2 separate regions of the Sminthopsis crassicaudata genome follow, and region 2 is linked to region 1. Evidence: chromatin contacts called from public Hi-C data. All regions are on one chromosome and are shown on one strand. Each heading gives the region's core, a stretch centred on a gene start, on an enhancer-like site or on the middle of the called end of the contact. The rest is flanking DNA. Distances are from core to core; before and after follow the strand shown. Region 1 holds the start of CEP135 (centrosomal protein 135). Region 2 holds the start of SRP72 (signal recognition particle 72).

The links. A called contact is a pair of places that touch in the nucleus more often than the background predicts.
Region 2: a Hi-C map of hippocampus shows a contact between it and region 1, with 2.2 times the contacts expected there. The contact joins the promoter of SRP72 here to the promoter of CEP135 in region 1. A contact is called at or near these places in 2 of 2 Hi-C or Micro-C datasets (fibroblasts and hippocampus).

What each region holds. Positions count from the first base shown.
Region 1 is chr6:41,278,759-41,284,285 of ASM4859323v1, reverse strand. It overlaps CEP135 (centrosomal protein 135), which reads right to left and starts at 2,714. Exons shown (of 26, transcript XM_074276145.1): 1 at 2,579-2,714.
Region 2 is chr6:41,772,782-41,778,308 of ASM4859323v1, reverse strand. SRP72 (signal recognition particle 72) reads right to left here and starts at 2,479. Exons shown (of 19, transcript XM_074273569.1): 1 at 2,324-2,479. The coding sequence starts at 2,432.

The DNA.
Region 1 (5,527 bases), core at 1,465-3,964:
AAACAGAAATGCACCTTACTATCTAAGAATTTAGGATCTTGCCACAAACTTTTCTGTTATTATTTCTGATAGCCTGCAAATGACTTGATAAAGAGACATTAATTTTTATCTAGGTGTACAGAATACAAAAGACACTATGATGTGAGTCAATCAACCTGGATTTAAGTACTTACTATATACCAACTAGTGAGCCATACACTGAGAATACAAATGCAAAACGATCCGTCCTCAAGGAGCTCATATTCTAATAGAGGAGACACATAGGTATGGGTAAAATGTACTGGAGATAATCTCAAAGGGAAAGGGACCCTTTAAGTGTGACAGGGAAAGGATTCATTCAGAAGCTAAGATTTATCTGAGACTTGAAGCCAGGGAACCCAAGAAGCTGAGCTAAAGAGAGCATGAGCTCCAGCTAGGGAAAAGGCCCCATGTAGGGATATGGATCTTCCTGTATGAGGATCAGAATGAAAGACAGTGGATTACGCAGTACACGTAGTAAAGTGTAAGAAGACTGAGAGAAAGGAGCAGAGGTTCTAAAGAATTTAAAAGCCAAACAAATGATTTTTATATCTGATCCTGGAGGCAACAGGGAGCCTCTGCAAATTCCTTGAGTGAGGGTGATGGGTTTAGGAGGATGACCGAAGCAGTTAAATGGATGGTACATTGGCAGCAGGGAGGATCACCCAGAGATGATTGTAATATCCAGACCGTTCAGAGCTGAGGACACATGTGGGGTGCTATTTGTGGCAGCTGAGAGAAGGAGCCCTACATAAGAGAGAGTATGAAGACAGAAATGTTAAGACTGGGCAACAGATGGAATCTACAAGTGAATGAACTTGAGGGTTTGAGAATGATAATGAATGACATACCCTATCATTTCCAGCTTCCAGTGGAAATACAGCAGTAATCCCCTGACCTTAGATTGCTATTGTTCTAACAATCTGGCCATGATTCTAAAGTTTTCTGGCCTTAGGATATATGTATGGTCCTACAAACATTGCCTGACTGTCAGATAAACCATCTGGTGGTCAGTGACAACCAAGTTCCTGACATAATAGTGAAGGGACCACCCCTCAACCTACCCATAAGAGTCATAAAATTAGCAAATAAGTGATATGAAGCTCTGGTCTAATTTTGTCCTACAAATTTATCATCTTCTTGTTCTTTGCTAAGTCCTTTTGTAACTTAACCCATGTCAATTGGTGTTAAAATTATAATAAACTTTGCCTCTTCACTTGGGCATGGGTTCAATCCTGCAAATTCTTTTGAGATACCTCAGGACACCAGTTAGCAAACCCAACCTTTTGGGGTCCTCCTTGAACTTCAATAATATTAATTCAATGTTCTATTTAACTTGTATTGGTCAACCTGCCATCTTGGGGGGGGAGGGGAAAAATTGGAACAAAAGGTTTGGCAATTGTCAATGTTGTAAAATTACCCATGCATATATATAAACTATTAAAATTAAATATATATATGTGTGTATATATATTAATTTAATGTTCTAAGTGACCTTGGGAGGAAGACACTGCCCTTAATAGTAAAAATTGGAGGGGTTGGAAGGAACAAATAACAGCTAATGTTAAATCCTCCAAAACCCATAAAACTGTCTTTTCAAAAAAAAAAAAAAAAAAAAAAATCAGTTTATTTCCACTTACAAAAGCTGTTAAACACAAGTCCGACAAATGGACAATGGCTAAAGAAAGTATAATAATATAATGGGATATTAGTGAAAAAAAGATCACAATAAATATGAAGCATTCAAGAAAATATAGCTGTCATGTTCATTTTAATTTTTTTCTCATTGATTTTCCCTCTATTTTTCTCTCCCATGATTCATGAAGCGATGTGTATTAAAATAAATGAATTAAATTAAAATTTAATATAGCTATAAATGAAACGTACAAATTGAAACCAAAACCTGGATTGTAAAAATAACGTTTATTTAAGGGGGGGCGGGACCATCCAAATAAATGGAACTTCAAGAGACACCCACAAAAGCTTTAATTGTTTTGTTTGTTCAACGAGTCATTTGCTGGCACCTTGTTAAATGCTAAAGGTTTTAGGCAGGATTCCGTTCTTTATTTGAATATTTGTTGGGCTGGCATTTATTAAGTTTGTAATTACCTTTTTAAGTGAGTTTTACAACATTAAATTACCTCAGAATTATTGTGAACATCAAGTGAGACAACATACTCAAAAGTGCATCACGGGCCTGCCAGAAGTGGCTCCCTCACATACAAAAAAATTAAAATGGAGAAAAGGGTCTTTCGTGCGTCGCTTTCCGGACTGGAAGCTCCCTGAGGGCAGACGGGGGGAAGGAAGGGGAGGGGGTCTCTTTGGCCTTTCTAGTATCTCCCGGCATACAGTGGGAGCTTCATCAGCGCTTACAGGAGTTAACGCCGGCGGGCCGAGTGACTTCACGGGTATTTAAATTCTGAACTGGGGACTCGGCGGGCGGCCGGAACGGGCCGGCGGAGGAAGGCCCAGCTCCGCGTCCCCCTGCCCCTCCGTCGGGGCGGCCGCACCGCCCACGAGCGCCCCGGCTGCTCCCCTCCCCCACCCCCGCGGCCCTTACCGGGAGCTCCGGCGAAGAACCGGCCCTTCCTCGCTCTCCCACCGCCCAGCGCAGAAGCCGAACCAGGAACTAGAGAGAGCAGTTTGAAAATGGCGCGGGAGAGACGGAGCCAGCCGGCTAGGGTGGAGGCGCCGTCGTTGCCTGGTAACAAGGTGGGGGGAGGTGGGGGTACTGAGCGGCGGCAATGGCGGCAAAGGTGACGCCGCCGCAGCCCCGGGCCGGAAGCTGGCGAAACGGCTGCTGGGCGAGCACTAGTCCACAGCGCCCCCTAGCGGGAACTTTGGGAAAATGTGATCCCGGCTCCTTCGCCCGGAACCTGCTGGGCGAGCGCTGGTCCACAGCACCCCCTAGCGGAACCTGCGGGAAAGAGTGGTCCAGCTCCGACGTCCTGGACCTAGGAAGCACCATGTCTGAGCGCGAGAGCATCTTCCGACTGGTGTAATGCCTGCCTAGTAGGCTCCCAAGAGAACGGGATGGCTTTGGAGTTAGGAAAACCCCAAATCAAGACCTGACTCAGACACCCCGATTAGCTGTGCGACCCTGGGCAATCTCTAAAACTGTTTGCCTCAGTTTCCAAATCTGCAAAACAGGATAATAATAGCACTGAAAGTTTGCAAGTACTAAATAATAGTGTGACCTAGTCCCTTAATCCCAGTTTCCTCATCTGTAAAATGGAGATGAAAACAGTACCTACTGGTCAGGATTGTTGTAAGGATCAAAAGAGAAAGTATTTGTAAAGTGTTCTGCAAATCTTAAAGTGCTGTATTGATAGTTAAAATAGCTATTGTCATTTATGTAATGTTTATGTTATAAATGTTATCATTCACATGCATTGTACCTATTATTAGTAATCACCATGAACAGCTCCATCTGCAGCAGCCCTATGCTGAGTTTAATAAAATATTTCTTCCTTATCACTTTACAGTAAAACAGAGACTCTTCAATATTTTTTGTTTTATTTTGGGTTTTTTTGTGACATGGATTCCTTAGGTAATCTAGTGAAAATTGTTAGCCTTTTTTGGGGGGGAATGGTTTAAAATATGATTGAAGGAAAACTAAATTTCAGTTAGAGGTTAGTGAACATAGAAATGCAATTGCCCCTCAGGTTTCTTGAAATCCATTCATGAATTCAAAGTTATAAACTGCAGCCTATAGAATGTATTAAGGAAACCATGATAAAGAAAATCTTAGAGAAGACCTTTTCTCACCTGTAATTGGTCCACCTGCATTTATTGAATGGTTCCTGTGTTTTAGATCATCAAATCTCAAACATTTTATTCTCAGGAACCCATTGGCTGCTTAAAATTTATAGAAACACCCCCCCCGCAATTTGGTTTATATAAGTTATATCTATTAATATTATGTATCTATTATATTATATCTTATATGTGTTAATATTAAATTAAAACATCTCAATATTATGATAAAATAGTGCTGATTTCAGTGTTGCACTGAAAGGGGTAGTCACTTATTTAAATAGAATTCTGTCTTCTCCATGAAATCTTTCCAGATTGATTTCTCCCTCTTTCTGCAGCTCCTCCTCTGAATCTTTACTACTTCTTCACCCCTTTCTTCCACTGTTGAGTTCCTCTTGAGGATGCCATTTTGTGGAGGGGACCAGGCTGATCTTCAGCCCCCCCCTCCTGCCCTGTTACTGGCTTTTTGACTGCGCCTCCATCACTACCCCCACATGCATTTCAACTCCGTTTTATGTTTCATTCTCCCTACTCCTTTCAAATGTAAGCTCTCTGAAGTCAGGGTCTTCCTTTCTTTTTCTCTCTCTCTTTTTCTTTGGGTGGGGGGTATCTCTTACATTTAGCACAGCAATACCTCATCTATTCTCTGGACAAACTTATGAGATAAGTACTGCAGGTGTAACTACACATGTGGAAACTGGGACAAAGTCTCATCCAGCTGGTGAGTGTCAAGAGTGGAATTTATATCTGAGTCTCTATGTATCTGGGTCCAAGTTCAGTACTCTTTCCACTGTATCAAGGTATATGCTTAGTTCCTTCCTTCAATTATGTCACAATTAATTTAGAAAGTGAAAGAGGTAAAAAGATATAAATACTTGAAAAGGAAATTAATATTAATCAAAGGAGTCAATACTTTTTTAGGGTCCAAAGGAAAAAATAGATGCCTATAAAATAAAGGGGTTGGACTAGGTGATTTCTATGATTCCTTCTTTTGCTCCAAATCCCATGATCCTCCGGACTCAAATGGGCAGGAAGGTCTTCATAGAAAAGGTAAGACTCAATCTGGAATTTAAATGATGGCATTAGATTTAGATAAACAGAGAGGAAGAACAAAATCAGTTCCATTTTAGAGAATAGTATGAATAAAAAATAAGAATTTAAGTGGAGACAATGAATTGACCATTTTGGATAAAGTATACAGCTGTATAAAGTTATACATAAGAGGCTTTTTGCAGTGTGGATTAATTTTGATTGTGTTAAACTCCTTCAGCCTTTGTGGTTTTTTTTTTAACTTTGTGGTTTTTAACAGAGTTAACTTAAAATAAATAATAATGATGATAATGTCTTAAAGGGCCATTCTAATATTTTAGATTCACATTAGAGAAGTTCAGTTATTCAGCTTGTAATATGGAAAGCAGAACTACTTTGAAATGAAAATAAAATTTTATATTTAAAGCAAGTGATATAAAGTAGAATTAAAGTTTCATTTGCTGTCCTATTTTGGGAGGGAAGGGCATGTTTTGATTTATATATGAAAATTCCCTTTATGTTTAAACTTAGCAATAAATGTAATTCAGCTTCTTTAGGAAAAAAAAAAAAAAGGCAGGAACTTACTAAGGAGACCAGCCTGCAGGACCTGAAGTCCAGAAGACTTAGCCAGATAGGGGCTAGATTGTGAAAAGCTTTGAAAACCAAATTAAGATGCTTAGACTTTATAAATATTGAATTCTATATATGAGAAAATTATTGAAGG
Region 2 (5,527 bases), core at 1,230-3,729, 490 kb before region 1:
AAAAGAAAGTTTACGATACATGCAATAAAAAGGTTAAATAAACTATTCCAGTAGTTCTCAGACCTTTTTATCTTGAGACTCAACCCATAATTTGCCAAGTACACTTCCAGCAAACAAGTATACACTTGTACAACACTTCCCCCTCCCCCACCAGTCAGGGCCTTGTTTTCATTCTACTTACCTTCACTGTGAGAAAAGACAACTGGAAAGAAAAAGGCCCAAAAGGACAGATTCACATATAGCATCACCACCACTAAATACAGTTGTTGAGAAAATTATGGAAACTTGCAACCAAACTGTTTTCTACCCTATAGGTAGAGAGCCTTTGGATTTTAATCCTTCAATCTAAGGATCACTGTAATTCATTCTCTTCTCACTCCTACCTCTTAAAACTCCCAATTTCTTCAGGAAAAAGTTATCTGAAAAGAGACAAGTATATATACCTGGAAAGGTATTCTGAAAGTGGGCTGTGAAGATCTTCAAATGTATTTATTCCCAGAAGTTAAGGGAAGCCCAGAGGTAACTAAGCAGGGGTACGGTTCTTTAATATCATTTTGGCAAATATGAGGAGGATTACGGGAGGAAAAAAATGGGGGAAGAAATAACAATCTATCTATAAGCTTATGAGTTGGATACTATATTACAAATGTTTTCTATTGATCCTGAGAGGTATGTGTCGTTATTATTCCCATTTTACTGTTGAGGAAACCTATTAAACAGTAAGGGACCCCATTTGGGATTTTCTCAGGATGGACTTAAGGAGACAGATGGACGATTTTAAGGAATGTTCTGGAGGTAAGGGCCAGTGAGGAATAGTGATATGAGGATGATTCCAGGGCTACAAACTAAGTGACTAGAAAGGTGATGATGCCCTGGAGAGAAATAGGGAAATTCAGCAGACGGATTTGGGAGAGCGTGAGGAAGATCACCTGAATTGGAGATGCTCAGAGGACATCTAGTTTGTAGAAGAGCTATCATGGAATATGATAGAATACTAATGCTGCTCCCTATCTCCTTCATTTATCTTCATACCCCAAAGCCCACACACAGAAGGCATTTTCTGGGAGGTTCAGGCGCAACAGAAAGAACGTCACACGTGACATTAATGAATACTCTACCACTTGTAACAGGAGCTCCTTTACTCCCCAGGTTAGAGGATACACAGTGGGAAGAGCACTGGACCTGCAGACAACGTGGTTCCAACCTCAGCTTCACACTTACTCACCCACTTGTGGCCTCTTAGGCAAGACCTTCTGACTCTATGGAAATTACTGAGCACTAAGCTTAAAAAGCTGGTATCTCTGCTGTTTATTAGTGTTTTGCCTAATTATCAGTTATAACATAATTTCAATAAAACAGAATACTTAGCATCAGACTTTCCTTACTAACTTTCCTATTATATATCAAAGCTCCTTACAATGTGGGTCGTGATTCTATGGGGAGTCTCTTAACCAAACGTGGAGGTTGTGAAATTATGATTGATTATCAGTAAATGTTTGATTTGTCTACCTATTTATATACCAAGATGGCGAGAATGGGTCGGGAGTAGAAAAAGTTACGTAACAATAGGTAACTTTTATATTAAACAAATTATTCGAAGTATTAGGAATTATCAGATACACGTCAAGTGTTCGATAACTTTAATGCTAAGGGGCACCATCAGAAACCACCAAGGCCCATCAGGGCAGTTTAAAAGCAAAGGCAGCTCAGTTCTCTATTTGTTCCCTTTTAGTACTGACGTGGGGGCTTCCCCCCAGCCCTTCAGAGGCAAAGGGGGGAAGGGGGAGGCTCATCTCCTGCCTGTCAATTACACGAAACTGACATCTGTCTCGGTAAACGTCAGTTTCCTCCTCAGTGAAAGGGGGAAGAAAAGTGCTTCGTAAGCCTGAGAGCTGCGTAAAAGGAGGCGGCGGCGTTGGGGAAGAAGGCCGGACCGGCCGCCCCCACCTCAGGGCCCGGGGAGGGCGGCTTCTCTGGAAGGGGAAAAACTGCGAGCGCTTTAAGCGCCCCCTCCCCCGAGCTTCCCCGACCTGGGAGGGAGGAGAGCTAAGTCCACGTGGCATAAAGGGGTAGAGGAAGCCTGTGCTGCCAGCCTGGGGCGGGGCGCTGCGTGCGGCCCCAGAACGAGGCTGCCCCGGACTGAGAACAGGCCTCCTCTCCACGCACCCGCGCCCCTGCGAGGCGCCCACCCGCGCCGGCCGGCGGCCCCCTGCCCCTCCTCCGCCGGAAGAAGAGGCCACATCTCCCCTCCCGGAGGCGGCCGGCACCGGGGGTCGGGGACAGCTCGCGACGCCAGGACTCCCAAAAGGGGGCCAGCACTCACTCTTGTCCACTGTCTTGAGGGCGCGCGTGAAGTCGCCATTCTGCCCGTTACGATTCACTTCGCTCCAGAGGGCAGCCACCGAGGCCCCCCCGCCGCCGCCGCTCGCCATCTTGAAGAAGACACGGAGGTGGGCGGGGACGACCCGTACCCCGGAAGCGGATTTCGGCGGGGCCGTGAGGAGAGCTGGGAACAGGAAACCACGCTGGGCTGTTGCTAATAGCAACTAGACTCTAGGCATCCTCCCTTGAGGGGAAACCTCTGAAGACCTGTGGTCTCCGAGTAAGCGGGTGGAGCGGGTGGAGCGTGCGTCCTTTACCCTGCGGGGAGCACTCGCAAACCGTGCCCGGCTCCACGGCGGGAAGCATAATAGTGTTTTGTTTTATTTTGGTTTTTTCCCCCAACTATAGGAAAAAATAGGTGTATTTATAATAAATAAAATCTATGTAAAGATTTTTGTAAGATTTTTTAATTCGATTTTTCTCCCCCCCTTCCCCAAGACAGCAGCAATCTGATATAATACATGTACAATCAACACATTTCTTTTTCCAAAATATTTTTAGAAAAAGCCACAGAAAATGTTTGGAAGAACCGCACATTTAATCTTTTTTAATAGTTTTTATTTATTTATGATAGCATGGGTAATTTTACAGCCTTGGCAATCGCCAAACCTTTTGTTCTAATTTTTCCCCTCCCCCCCATGGCAGGCTGACCAAGACGTGTTAAATTTGTTAAAGTATAAATTAAATACAATATGTGTACACATGTCCAAACAGTTGTTTGGCTGAACAAAAAGAATCGGACTTTGAAACAGCCGCACATTTAGTCTTTATTGGATTACTTGCAGTCTAGAGGAGATGGGTGAGGGAAAGGAAGAAAACACAAAAACAACATTTTGCAAGAATGAATGCTAAAAACTCCCTTTGCGTGTATTCTGAAAATAAAAAGCTATCATTTAAAAAAACATTTTTAAAAAGCATCTTCAGAGAGCCCAGAATGAGAATTCCTGCTTTATAAAAACCCTTTTGCTATTGCAAAGCAACTGGAGTGCCACGGAGTCATTGTGTGCTTTTCAGTGCGACAGGTTGTGGTCATGAGCATGATTCAGCTACTTTATCCCACAGAACCCACCCCATTCTCCAACCAAAAAAATAAAATGTTTATGGAAAAGTAAAACCAAAGGCAACAACAAGCAGTAGTTGCCACCAAAAATACATAAAAATAAAATACATACAACCTAAATAATATATGTGCCAGGTTAGGAGACCTTCCATCCAGCCCAGGCAGAGGACTACTTGGAAGAGCTGTTTTGTTCGTCCAACTTGTGACGTCATTGGGAACTCCACCGCGAGCATCTGTAAGTGACAACCTCAGAGTGGCCCAGGATGCTCAGCTACTTTGTGTAAAGGGCAAGACTTGGACACCAGTTTTTCCTGACTCCAGGATCAGCTCTGTTCCTGCCGGAGGCTCTCCGGCTTTGGAGAGTGTGGAGCAAATAGGGAGGCTAAGTGTCCACTGGATTTCTAGGAATGTCTCAATCCATTTCTGTTTGGTTTTGTGGTTTTTTTTTTTTTAGTAGCATCTAATAGTATGACCTTCCTCTTCCTAAACTGCATGGATTCACTGAGTTATCCAAAGGATCATAGTATGCATTTAAAGCTGGTAAAGCTCTGATAAATAATCTATTATAGCCATTTATTGTTGTTGTTTTTTTTTCTTTTTTTTTTACAGAAGAAACTGAAGCAAAGAAATTAAATTTGTCAAGTTATAACAAGCAGATCCAGGAGTAGTCTTCTGATTGCAAATCCAGGACTTTTACTAATACATCATTGTATTTTTTTCAGGGGGGGGGGGAAGACTTTAAAAAAAAATTGGTGCTATTGCTTCCTGTGTACACAGATAGCAAATTCTAGTGCTCTGATCCCTCCTGAGTTAAGGATCCAGCGTTCTAAAACACCTCTTTGTTATGTACCCAGCAGCTAACTCTAAATATAGGAGCACAGCTTTGTGGTAGAGGTGGTAGTTTGACCTCTCTCAAGTTCGTAATAATTCTCAAGGTACTCAGCTACTTCAGTTAGGTTAGTTTACCTATAATGGAAATAGTATTAAGGAAGATTAACGTGCAGGTTAAATTAAGGACAAAATCAGAGAAAAAGCAGTAGTGGTAAAAATCAAGGTCTGATCGAGAATATTGCCAGGGGGAATGGAGAGGAAGGGAACTTCTAAGATGACTGAACTAAGTCAAGCTCCCCAGCTCCCCCTTAGGCAAACATGTCACATTTCCTGACGGAAGAGGACGTTTTCCTCCTCTTCTATGTGGATTTGTTTTGTTCTCTATGCTTACTCATTACAAAGATTGTTGTTATTAGGGTTGAAGGAATTTGGGTGGGGATAAATGGACTTAGAAACGCTGATTCTCCCCCAAAAGAAAGCCATTGAAACTTCTTTTTTTTTAATGTACAAAAAAAAAAAAAAACCCGAAATAAACAGATGAGCAAGACAATTTTGAAAGTAACCTGTAGAATTTGCTATATCCGTTTTTTTAAAAAGCAAACAATTTGAGAATATTAGGTAGCACAATGGATAGAGTACCATCCCTGAAGTCAGAGGACTTTCCTTCAAATCTGGTCTCAAACACTTAATACTTCCTAGCTTTGTGACCTTGGGCAAGTCACGTGATCCTAATTGCCTCAGGGAAAAAAAAAGATTAAAATAAAAAGCAAGCAATTTGAGACAGTCACTGTTTCATATAAAATCCTTCTTTTGTGTTCTCTGTGTATTATATGTGTATTTCATATATATAAACATATATATTTCATATATATGAAAATGCTCTGATTTGGTATTTAAGTTCAATATTAAAAACATTTTAAGAGGGTAATGGAAATCATAATCAATTTGAAAATTTTTTATTAAATGACGATAGCATTGTTCTAGGTGCTAAGGATAACCAAAAAACCCCAAAAAAACAAAAAACCCAACCACCACAAAACAAATGAAACACTTTTCCCTTGATGACCTGGCTATTACCTAATGTAGTATAATAACCTTTTATACATATAGATATATGCAAAATATATGGAATAACATATGTGAGAAATAATTCATTTGGACTCCTGATCAGTCATTAACCAATTTGATAGAATCATATCACAGTACTGAACCCAAACTGTGAGCTGCAGATTTCTAAGTTCATTTGCTCAGCTA